4 separate regions of the Hordeum vulgare genome follow, and all the other regions are linked to region 3. Evidence: chromatin contacts called from public Hi-C data. All regions are on one chromosome and are shown on one strand. The core of a region is the stretch at or near the end of the contact, and the rest is flanking DNA. Distances in the headings are between cores, read along the strand shown. Region 1 overlaps LOC123443419 (FAD synthase). Region 2 holds the start of LOC123439767 (pentatricopeptide repeat-containing protein At5g56310-like). Region 3 holds the start of LOC123443420 (mediator-associated protein 2). Region 4 holds the start of LOC123443418 (transcription factor STKL1-like).

Region 1 (2,950 bases), core at 361-2,860, 640 kb after region 3:
TCTGCTTAACTTATTACTCCCTCCGTCCCAAAATTCCTGTCTTATGTTTGTCTAGAAAAGGATGTACTAAATACTAAAACGTGACTACATACATTTATATCTAGACAAATCTAAGACAATAATTTTGGGACGGAGGGAGTATTATGTACTCCCTCTGTCCCAAAATAAGTGTCTCAACTTCAGTACAACTTTGTACTAAAGTTAGTACAAAGTTGAGAAACATATTTTGGGACAGAGGGAGTATGTTTTCCCGTTACACTGGGATTGACTCTACAGTTCCAGTGGTGCCATCATGGTGGTTACAGTAGGATACTTACATTTGTGTTCAGTATTCAGTTTTCTTGTCATCTACCAAAAGTGAGCTTTGAGGCTTAAGTTATAAAGAGACATTTCAGTCTTTATCTAATTCGGATTTGTGGAATGCTTGTTCAGGTCAAAATTGCTGCGGTGGTTGCAAAGCTATGCCTAGAATTTTCTGATGTGTACATAGGTATGATGCCTGTAATAGGAGGCTCTAGTTTAATTATCTAGTTAATCAGCAAGGAAAAGAGTTCTGTTATCTTTACATTGTAGTTCCATTTGATTATTGTTGATTGACGTTTTGGATATGCAGGGTCTTATCGGATTTCGAGAATGGGGCCGTTGGTTGTGAGTCTTATTGGAAAGGTATCAGTATGACTGGATCAAGCATTCATAAATGTTACTGTATTTAAAATTCTAGTCATGCGCTGCTAGTGTAAAAAATTGATACTCTGTTATATGGGTTCTTGTATATTATTACATCCCTTAATATTGATGGGAAGAAAAACAATATGTAATCTCCAACCAAGTGTGTATGGGGACCCGATGATGTCACTGAACTATGCTATTGACTGCTCTAGCATCCCAAATGGACGACTTGACACAGGACTGATGATGTTATGCTTGACTATGTCGTAGTATTTCTTACAGGATCCTTTTTTTTCTTAATGTCAGGATAATCAGAGGGTACAAGAGGCTGCTTTGAAGCTGTCAGGTAGCTTTGAAGGACAATTTTCCCAGGTTGACGGTTGCAAATAGGCTGTCAAAGTCTACACACCTCCATATTCGAACCACATTCTTTCTGCTCGAAGTTCTGAAATTGTGCAGATCTAACTGTGCAATGCGGTGCTCAGATGCCTTAAACCACCCAGCTACCACTCTGAAGCCCCAGAAATTGTTTAGGAAACATACAAATTTTGTATTGCTACCCATTTAGAAATGAATTGACAAGTGCAGATGCTGAGGGCTTCGGCTAGTAACAACTTAACATGGGTAGCTTTGCCGGCTATTTTGACTGGGCTAAGAAACACTGTTATTTTGTGGAAAATTAATTGAAGTTGATTATAGCACGGTTTTCTTATTTGATCCAAGTGTGCAATGCTTGGTTTGTTTTTCTTTTCCGCGGTAATGCTTGATTTGCTGGCGTTTCTGATGTTTCTTTTCTTTTTTGAATCTGCCAGCCCGTTAATTCCTTGTTTTATGATTGTGTCAGCGACAACTTACAGCTAAAATAGATAGGTACTCCCTCTATCCCAATATTAAATGTTGCCCGAACACGTATTTCAGTGCTAGATTCGTTTGAGCGACAGTTGTGCCTGTTCGGCAACGCTACTGGAGCGGAGGGCACTTTGACGAACTCCACTAATTGTAACTGGACCCCACTCTGCTCCGGCGAACGCGGCTTTAATATAGAACTTGACTCCTCAAAATTGCTTGGAATTAATATTCATAAATATACTGCTACTCCGATCTGCCGTAGGTAGTTTTAGAGTTGAACAACAATTAAATCTGTACGTAAATGTCAACGTAACCTTGACCTGCCTATTTTTTGACCTCACAAATACAGTGAATACTTGAACTATGGACTCGGCTGTTGATTTTTCACCCACCACCGCCGGCGACGTTTTCAGCCAGGAAGGAGTCCCGCCCGATTTGGGATCCGCCGGCGCGCCGATTTCGATCGTTTCGGCTATTGATCGGAGTGCCGTTGCACGTGATGGTCCTGCAGCTTGTGGTCGTCCTCTAGAGCTCCGCAGGCAGCCGCTCCATCGGCGCGATCGAGCCGAGCGGCCGCTGCTTCTGTCGGTGTCACCGAATTTTTGGGCAACACTCGTCCGACATGCATCAAGGGGGCCCTCCTAGGCATTTCGCCACTGACGCAGCAACCGTCTAGGCTCCGACGAGTAGCCACTCCGTTTCATCCTCCTCACACACAAAGTGTTCGATGAAATTTATACAGGGTAAATTTTGTTAACTTGTCGCTTTTTTTATGCGCACGAAGACGTAGTTTGTGTTATGATATATGCAACTTAAATTATTAGAGCATCTTTAACAGAGACCCGGTATAACGTCATTACCCGTAAAATAACCGTCAACATCGGGTCGGCGCGGAAAATTCTGCCCCAAGCAGACCCCGCAAACGCGTACGACCCGTAAAAGTTTTTACGGGACGCGGCAAAAGTTCGCCCTCAACCTTTAGATTCATGGGGTGGGAGGCCGTCCCAAGCTCGCCCCTATCCGCAGCGAGATTTAGGGCGAGGGAAATTTTCGTGCGGCCGTTCCCGCTCCCCCCTCCTCGGCAGCCATTGCCCTGCCACCGCGCGCTCCGGTCCATCTTCCCCGCCATTCTTCGCCGCCATGGAAGGCTCAGAGCCGTCCCCCGTCAATGTGGAGGTTGCGCACGCGCAATCCTTCCGGCGGATCTCGTCGCAAGCGGCAGGGCAACGTTGTCGTGCAGGGCGGCAATCCGGCTGGCCCCACTGGGAAGGCACACGCACCGAGCGCCATCGTCGCTGCGCGATCTGCTCGGGCGCCGACGGAGAAGGTGAGCAGGGTTTCGGGCATGAAGCGGAAGAAGATTCCTACGAAAAGGCCGACACCTTTGTCCACTCCCTCCGCCCCAGCGAAATGTTCCTCGATGATGCCTTTC
Region 2 (3,024 bases), core at 159-2,658, 570 kb before region 3:
TGGAAGTGAACTCATGAACCACACCACCAACTTCAATAGAACTTGCCCCTGGTACATTTCTTAAGCCCCCGTCTCTCATTGCCTTGCGAAGTTTGCTCACTTCATCCCACCTCTCCTGTTCTGCATAAATATTAGACAGGAGAATATAGTTCCCACTGTTATGAGGCTCAAGCTCAATTAGATGCACCAGGGCTTGTTCCCCAAGCTCAGCATCAGCATGGGTCCGAGCAGCAGCAAGAAGAGCTCCCCATATTGCTGCATTTGCCTTGAAAGGCATGTCCTTAACTAAGTCTCGAGCTTCCATCAAACAACCAGCACGACCAAGTAAATCGACCATGCATCCATAATGTTCAACTCGTGGCTTAATCCTGTAGTGAGATACCATGATTTGGAAATACCAGCGACCCAAATCAGTCAGTCCGATATGGCTACATGCTGACAGGATGGCAAGAAACGTGATGTCATTTGGTGCCACATTCTCCCTTTCCATCCGGCGGAACATATCAACAGCTTCGGAACCGAGGCCATGCAAAGCAAATCCAGCGACCAGCGTCGTCCAAGTCACAATGCTCTTGTGCCCCATGCCCTCAAACACCTCCACAGCCTTGGCAACACACCCGCATTTGAGGTACATGTCAATTATGGCATTCATCAGCGGTATATGCCAGCATAACCCCCGCTTCACGATGAACCTGTGCACCCATTCCCCCAAATCAACCGCTCCGAGATCCCCACAAGCCGACAACACGGACAGCATTGCTATCCCATCAGGCTCGATGGCCTCCTCCACCTGCATCCTCCGGAACATCTCGACGGCCTGTGCTGGCCGTTTCATCTGCGCGTACGCTCCGATCAAGGTCGTCCATGACACGACATTCCTCTGTGGCATAACATCGAACAGCTGACGCGCGCAGTCCAGGTTGCCGGACTTGACATACCCCGAGATGGTAACGTTCCAGCAGAAGATGTCCTTGTGGACCGTTTCATCGAACACACTGCGCGCGGAGGCTGCGCAGGCACAGGAGAAGTAGGCCTGGATGAGACTGGCCGAGACGTGAGCGTCGGAGGCGAGCCCGGCACGGACGACAATGGAGTGGAGCTGCGGGCCGAGAGTGCCACGCAGGTGGGGAATCCGGGCGGCAGCGTTGAGGGATACGGAGGGATGTATTCGACGGAGGAGCGCGAGGGCGTGGAGGCGGAGAGGAAGGCGGAGAGAGGCGAGGAGGAGCGCCGAGAGGAGTCGCGCGTTGCGATGGCCGCCGCGGGTGAGGAGGAAGGCGTGGGCCTGCAGGAGGTGGCGCGGGGAGTCGAGTCGGTTGAGGAGGGAGAACGCGCGGTGGAGCGCAAAGGACAGAGGCGGCATGCGGAGAGCTTGCGGCGCGGTGGTGACTGCCGGACAGTGGCCGGACTTGGTGCATTCGTGACGTGGGGTACTGAACAGGCCTGGGAGGAATTCGATCGAGACCAAACCAACCGGGCCGGAGTGTAGTGTTGGGACTTTAGGCCCGGTATCCTCTCCAAATACATTTTGTTTTTACATACCTCTCCAAATACTCCCTCCATTTATACTTATACAAAGCCACTATAAAATATATATTTTGCATCTATACAAGTCCATCAATAATAACTGAGGAAAACATTAATGATATTTTCTCACACTAGTAACCTATTTAAGTCTTCATCCATGCCAGTGGCGGACCTAGAAATAAACTGGAGGGTGCACACACTTCAAAAAAATTGAGATCTATTTTAATTGTGGGCCTTGAAAATCAGCAATTTTCACATGGTAAAAATATATATTCCAAAAATCTGGGTGTTCCATGGCACCCCCAGCACACCCGCTGGATACACCATTGATCCATGCAGTCATAATGACAATCAGCTACTTCCTACACTCACTTTGCTTGCATGCATGAAGTGTATTAATGGTTTCAATAAATAAAAAGAAAAGCTATCTTCGAAAGCATGTATTAACTTTTATCTTGGTATCTGTAACATATGTTTGTGACTTTTTTTATAAAAATGAAGAGGGTACATAAGACAACGAAGGTTTCACGAAAATAATATAAAATTTCAAAAATAATATTTTTCATGATAACTTAAAAAACAATATAATTTCTTAATTTCTTTAGAATTTTAAATTTAAAAATGTGTTTGTGGCCTTTTATTTTTCTATTTTCCTATTTTAAATAAATTAAAAAACAATATAATTTCTTGTTTTTATTATAAATTCAAATTTAAAAATGTTCCGAATTTCTGATTTTCATGATATGTTTCTTAATAAATGACAAAAATCACAAAATGTTCAGATTTCATAGTTTTATTCTCGTTCTGAATCTTATTTCCATTAACTCAAAAAATGTTCGAGTTTCAAAATTTGCTCATATTTTTAAAAAATGTTCACAATTTGAAATAATGCTCGTGTTGTCAAATTTTGTTCAGAGTTACAAAAGAATGCTTCCTTTATCAAACACTGTTGACAGATCCAAAATAAGTTTTTCTTTCTTCCAATGTTGTTCCAAGTTTCAAAAAATGGTACTATTTTCCAAAAAAGTTCGCCTTTTCAATTCTCATTCAAATTTTCTTGAAGTGTTCTCGTTTTTCGAAAAATGTTCACACGTTTAAAAAATGTTTGTGTTTCCAAAATTTGTTCAAAACTACAACAAAACTTTGTTGTTTTCCAAAAAATTGTTTCACATTTTAAAATAATTATTCGCAATTTTGGAATTGTCTGTGTTCAAACAATGATACATGTTTTTAAAACAAACTGTGTTCAGACATTTAGAAATCTTTAGATCTGTCGTGGCTTATTGTTCTTATATGTGTGTGTTTTTTTCCTAAGAAATTTTCGTGGTGCAATGTTTAGCCGCGAGTGGCCTGAATGGGAGGTCTCGCCTTCGATTCTCCAGGCATGTGCAGTAATTTTATCGTTGCTACAGTTTTCTCTTTTTTTTTTTATCATTCGTGCGCTGCCAATGAGCCGGCCCACTGGATCGCCCCTGTGCGAATTGACGGTAGTCTATC
Region 3 (2,903 bases), core at 266-2,765:
CACTTGAAATACCAAACTTCTGGAGTCAGAACATCCACAAAGAATAACATCTTTTTTTAGACTGTAGTGTAACATCTTGGTAATTTCTATTCCTGTTTAAAGGAGTCAATAGGGACTAATAGTTTGCTTTGCACAGATAAACAAGCAAATTCGAATAAAAGGAAGTTCAGAGTGAACTAAGATCTCAAGCCAATACTTCTTGGCTTGCATAACATTAGTGACCATCAAATAACAAGCATTGTCTGAATCTTATTAACAGCTAACAAAATGGAAGACAAGTTCCACAATGGACAAGCAAGTTGTTTCATTTTTATGATAACACCACTGTCTTAAGGAATAAAGACCACTGTCCAGATAAAATAGACCCGCTGAAGGCTCAAGAGTAACAGTATTTACAAAAACCAAACTCTGTTGTTGTCTGAATGCTGGGAACTTTAAGATCACTGAAACATGTAATTAATCAAGTGAAAATAATTTCCAAATAATACATCGTGTTTATTTACCTGAAGAACTCTCCAAATTTCCCAAGTTTCCATCGTCATGAAGCTTAAGAGAAACCTTTTCACCATTGAAATCAGAAGCATTTACCTGTTTAATAATATAGAAAAATGTTATCCTGGAGCCCAAATGCAGTATACTAGTAACATGGGTGGAAAAAATGCTTCCAGGTTACATGGTTTAGAGGCCACTGTATTAGCCAAAATTCTGTAGAGTCAGATGGCGGTATTTCAGGCATGCCCTGCTCTTCACTCTCCTGAAATGCCGGTCCAGGCTGATAGCTACAAAGGTTGCAGCAAGGTTTCAGATGCAGAAGAACATACACTTGAATTTGAAAATATAATAAGCACACAAGTAAGGCCAAGCCGATACTGGACTAATTCACAGCTATGAACGTACTCCCTCCGTTCCTAAATATAAAGCCTTTTTAGAGATTTCACTATGGACTACACATGAAGCAAAATGAGTGAATCTACGCTCTAAAATACGTTTATATACATCCGTACGTAGTCTATAATGAAATCTCTAAGAGGTCTTATATTTTGGAACGGGGGGAGTACTATTTATCAAGGATGTCTGGCTTGTGAACTGCCAAATTCCCGTTACTTTTTATGGTTCACGTCTGGCAACTGGCGTGCAGAAAACCGGGACACACGAGCTCGGCTAGCAGGCGCAGCCCCGGTATCCCACCCGCCGAGAGACGCAGAAAAATACCCGCCACCACGCACAGAGACTACGGCAGAGGAGGAGAGAGGGGGTGCACCGGCGCTAGGGTTTGGAGCGAAGGAACATGACGGAAGCCGGGTTGGTTATTTGTTTTTCTAGCTCCGAAACTGAAAACTTGACGAGACCCGGGACTAGCAAGTAATCAATCGAAGAGTAGAAGTGTCATACCGGACTACGCCTTTCACCATCTCTACTGCCGGCGAAGGAGCTCCGGCGAAAGGGCGAGGGGCTGGCGGCGGCAACTGGAGCGAGAACGTGTAGGGAGGGGAAACGGGGGATTGGGAAGCGGGCACGCTCGCATCGCTAGGCCAGAAGCACCGACCGATAAATGGGCCAGGCCCACGACGCAGGAAGCAGCCGCTCGGTCGCTCCTTTCACAATAGGCGAATCCTTGCGCCGGTTTATAAACAAATTGCTATCCGGCGCCTGCAGCGTGTTAGCTGGCCTCGGCCCATCTTCTCTTTTCTTCAGTTGTAAGATAAAAAGAAAATCCCACCTTTGTTGCGATTTAATCCAGCGACCTTTGGGTTAGTAGTGTGAGGACTAACCACTCCATCGTCCTGCGTTAGCTATTCAGGTACTGCTTCTTCCTCTGTTTCTTCTTTCCTCTTACGCCTTTTCCCTTTTTTCTTTTCCTTTTTTCACTTTTTCACTTTTTTTTGTCTTTGTTTTTAATTGCATGAACTTTTTTTCAAATTTGGTAAACTTTTTTTAGTTGCATTGAACTATTTTTAAAATTGGTTGAACTTTTTTTCAAATTCGACAAACGTTTTTCATATTCGATGAACTTTTTTCCAATTTGTGAACATATTTCCAAATTTCATAAAAAACAATCAATTTTGTGAAGTTTTCTCAAATTTATGAACTTTTTTCAATGTGTACGAATATTTTCATTTTTTATGTCTTTTTTCAAATTCAATGAAGTATTTCTCAACAAAATTAAACTTTATTCAAATTTGATGAACTTTTTTCAAAATTGATGAATTTTTCTTCAAATTTTGTGATTTTTTAAAAATCGATGAAGTTTTTTCAATTTCGATGAACTTTTTCATGTTCGATGTACTCTTTTAAAAATTGATGAACTATTTTTAAAATCAATGAATTTTTTTCAAATTTGATGAACTTTTAAAAAAAATCTATGATTTTTTCTTTAAAATTGATGGATTCTTTTTTCAAAAATGATGAATGTTTTTCAAATTTGTGAACATTCTTCAAAGTTGATGATCTTTATTTATTTTTTATTTTTAATTTTTTTAAGAAAAGAATTTATTAAGTAGTCAACTGGCCCGGTCAACCATTGACCACGAGACATGAAACAAACAGCTACTCTGAACGAGTGATACCCCCTTTCCTGGGCCGGCCCACGGGAGCTGATGCACGCTACGCTGTGAGTACTGGTTCAGGAAAGTGGCGCTTAGAGCGTCAACTAGGACCTCCCTTCACAATAGTGCTACACCTATGAAAGCTTTATGTGAGGTTACGTAATGACTAAGAAGCGGAGAGTCACTAGTTAGCGAGCGCTCCTTTCGGAGCCTCCAAGAGAACACTCCCGCGGCCTGCCATTTGGCACATTTTCAGCCGCCGCCACATGTCACGTTCTGAGCGCTTCCTTCGAATTTCGTTTTTTTCCACACGTGTTTTCGGCTTTTTAGATTGTTTTTTGGGTGTTTCGGTTTTTC
Region 4 (3,010 bases), core at 342-2,841, 980 kb after region 3:
GACATATATTTAGTGATCAAAATGTCCATATGAGCAGGGAATTTTTGGTGTACGGTTATTCGTGTTTTGCACGTGCATGCTTTTAATCTCCCAAAAGACAAAAGCTAAAAAAAAACATTCGGCAGTATATCTCTCACTAATAATAAAGCAAATAGGGTTTCTGGTCTCCGTCATGGAAATTACCCCTAAAGTTTGCATAAATTACCCACCATGCCACCGGTACGTAATAGAAAACGTTTCACAAAGCAAAAAATCTTGTACTGGGCCGGCCCATGTAAAAACCTCCTATATTACGCTCTGCATGCTGGGAGAATATCCAGCACACTGTATGGGCCGGCCCATGCACTGGCGTCTGCTTTTAGTTCTGTTTATTTATTTATTCTCATTTTCGTTTTATTTTTTTATTTTAAATAGTTTAGAACTTCAAATAATCTTTAAATTTTTAATAAACTGAAAATTATAAATCAACATATTTAAAAAATAAAATGTTTGTTACTTCAAAAACTGTCCGGAGTTTTGTATAAAATGCTCGCATATACAATAAAATGTTGCAATTTTAAAAAAATATTTGTACAATAAGAAAAGTCCATGATTTCAAATACAATTCCATGTATTCAAAATTATTAGAGGCATTTAATAAAATGCTTTCTAATTGAAAATATGTTAATGCATTTAAAAAATGTCCTAAAATTTTAAAAATAGCTAATGCCTGTTTTGATAGTTTCTTTTTTTTATTTAAAATATTCCATTCCATTTTTGTTTATTTTTAATTTAAATAATTTAGAATTACATAAAATTTTACATATTAAAAAATAGGAAATTTGAAATAAAATGCTGACGAAAACATAATGTCCATGAATTTAATAAATATATTACTGATTTATAACAATGTCCATGAATTTAATAAATATATTACTGATTTATAAAAATGTTTGTTTATTTAGAAAAACTTCATGCGTTTCAAAAAATGTTTATGAATTTAAAATAAAATCTTCCAACATAAAAAATTATGTTCGCCTTTTCTTGAATTGGTCGCCAATTCAAAAGAAAATATTTAAACCCATTCGAAATATAAAAAATATTCATGATTTTTAGTAAATGCTTGTAAATTGTAAAAAATGTTCTTGATTTTAAAATTGTTTCCATATTTGTAGAATTATTCATGAAAGATCTAATTTATGTAGTTAAACATTACTGCTTGTAAGTCTTTGTGATAATATAACTGTGTGAATTTTGAAGAATTAACTGTTGGATGGATCGAATTATTATTGTATGTTTTCTAATTTTTTTTATTGAAATTCAGAATAAGTCTTTGAGTTACCAAGATTTTTGACAACCATGATATATATATTTTGAAAATGTAAAGATTGATTCAACTTGTGAATAAATTTAAAAGAAAAAACATTTCCTTGCATTTGTGCATAAAATTTCAAAATCAAACGATGATATGTGAACATAATGTGAACATCATCGTTGAAGATTATGTTTTTTTTTCGTAGCAACGCACACGGGACATTTTGCTAGTTTCTTAAAAGAAAACAAGGTGGCATAGGCCTACAAATTCCGTTCATGCCCTCGATGCTCCAACGCATTCACAGCGCGGCCACCGCGTCGCTGCCGTCTCCTCTTTTCCACGGTTCCACCTAACACCCTCTGCTCGCCACCCTCTCCGCCGCTCCTGCTCCCGAAACCCTAGCGGCGAGGATGGGCCGCAAGCGCCGCGAGCCGTCGCCGCCGCCGCCCCCGCCTCCGGAGGAGGAGTCTTCCTCCGAGGAATCCAGCTCCGCCGAGGAGGAGGAGGAGGAGGGGGCGGCGGAGGCCACCCCCACAACCCAAAATCCCCCCAGCCCCTCTTCCGCCGCCACGGCCGACGACGCAGACGCCGATTCGTCGGATGGAAGCGACGAGGAGTCCTCCGAGTCGGGGAAGATCGACGCCGAGGCCTTTGAGCTGCGCCAGATCGCCTCCTCCAACCCGCCGGCGGCTGCGGCTTCCGAGCTCGAATCCGACGACCACGAGCCTTCTCCGCAGGGCAAGGGAAAGAAGAGGGCTAAGGCTGGGGCGGATCCCTCTCCGTCCGGCAAGGCCAAGAAGGCTAAGGCCGGGGCGGCGGAGAAGGCACCCTCCGTGCTCACTCCTTCCAGTGAGGGTAAGAAGAAGCGCAAGGCCCAGCCGGAGAAGACTACACCGTGGAGCAAGCCTGAGAAACCTGGTCACCTCAGGCGCTGGACAGCCGAGGACGAGCTCAAGATCCTGGAGGCTCTTGTTCACCACGTCAAGGCCAATGGCACCCGTCCGGGCGCTGGTGAGCTTATTGCTGCGGTTGGTGGCAGCCTCGAAAGGAAGAACTGCACCAAGACGGAAATATATGAGAAAGTGCGAACTCTTAAGCTGCGCTATGAGAAAGCGGTGAGCACAGGCGCTCTGCCAGAGAAAGATGATGACCTCCGCAAGTTCAAGCTCTCGGAGCAAGTCTGGGGAGAAAATGCAAAGCAGGTCGCTGCAGCCACCATGGCCCAAAATGAGGCTGCTTCCTCAAAGAGCAAGAAGAAGGGGCAGACTAGCAAAGAGAAAACAGAGGGTTATTCAAAGGGTGGTACAGTGAAGGAGGACACCACCATTGCCGTCGATGAAAATGTCGGAACTTCGACCGAGCTTAACAAGGGGCAGGCCACCGAAGAGAAGGTAGACGAAGATAGCAAAGGCAGGTCATCAAAGAAAGCTAGAACTGCTGATACTCCTGCTAAGAGTAGAAAGCGGGTAAACCACAAGGAGGAATTGGAAGGCGATGCAAAAACTGGCACTGCAAAGGAGACTGTGGATACTACCGCTCAAAATGGTGGCACTTCGGTGAGGAGCAAGAGTGGAAAGTCTGACAAAGAGAAAGCGGATGAAGATGCAGAGAGCCCCACGCTAAAGGAGGATATGGCTGACACTCAAAATGCTGTCACCCTTGATCTGTTTAAGAAGGAAGGGGAAACTCATGACGAGAAAATGGACACTGATGCTA

What was found. Hi-C and Micro-C count contacts between places; a contact is called where the count stands out from the background.
Region 1: a contact with region 3 is called in a Hi-C map of leaf, with 4 times the contacts expected there. The contact joins the enhancer-like site here to the promoter of LOC123443420 in region 3. A contact is called at or near these places in 2 of 6 Hi-C or Micro-C datasets (leaf and seedling).
Region 2: a Hi-C map of seedling shows a contact between it and region 3, with 5 times the contacts expected there. The contact joins the promoter of LOC123439767 here to the promoter of LOC123443420 in region 3. A contact is called at or near these places in 5 of 6 Hi-C or Micro-C datasets (leaf, seedling and an unstated tissue) and 1 of 1 datasets of contacts at active chromatin or transcription factors (embryo).
Region 4: a Hi-C map of leaf shows a contact between it and region 3, with 5 times the contacts expected there. The contact joins the promoter of LOC123443418 here to the promoter of LOC123443420 in region 3. A contact is called at or near these places in 2 of 6 Hi-C or Micro-C datasets (leaf and seedling) and 1 of 1 datasets of contacts at active chromatin or transcription factors (embryo).

What each region holds. Positions count from the first base shown.
Region 1 is chr3H:178,492,266-178,495,215 of MorexV3_pseudomolecules_assembly, reverse strand. It overlaps LOC123443419 (FAD synthase), which reads left to right. Exons shown (of 16, transcript XM_045119774.1): 14 at 433-490; 15 at 614-666; 16 at 976-1,381. The coding sequence ends at 1,059. Among protein-coding and RNA genes, the nearest start is that of LOC123443419, 10 kb to the left of the region's middle. Within about 2 kb of position 1,610, at least 2 of the 3 cell types and tissues checked have open chromatin away from gene starts, as enhancers often do. A contact at or near this core is called in leaf, where this site is marked.
Region 2 is chr3H:179,700,847-179,703,870 of MorexV3_pseudomolecules_assembly, reverse strand. It overlaps LOC123439767 (pentatricopeptide repeat-containing protein At5g56310-like), which reads right to left and starts at 1,408. Exons shown (of 1, transcript XM_045116445.1): 1 at 1-1,408. The coding sequence starts at 1,363.
Region 3 is chr3H:179,131,209-179,134,111 of MorexV3_pseudomolecules_assembly, reverse strand. LOC123443420 (mediator-associated protein 2) reads right to left here and starts at 1,515. Exons shown (of 6, transcript XM_045119775.1): 1 at 1,393-1,515; 2 at 674-779; 3 at 504-588. The coding sequence starts at 1,412.
Region 4 is chr3H:178,148,575-178,151,584 of MorexV3_pseudomolecules_assembly, reverse strand. It overlaps LOC123443418 (transcription factor STKL1-like), which reads left to right and starts at 1,591. Exons shown (of 2, transcript XM_045119772.1): 1 at 1,591-3,010. The coding sequence starts at 1,705.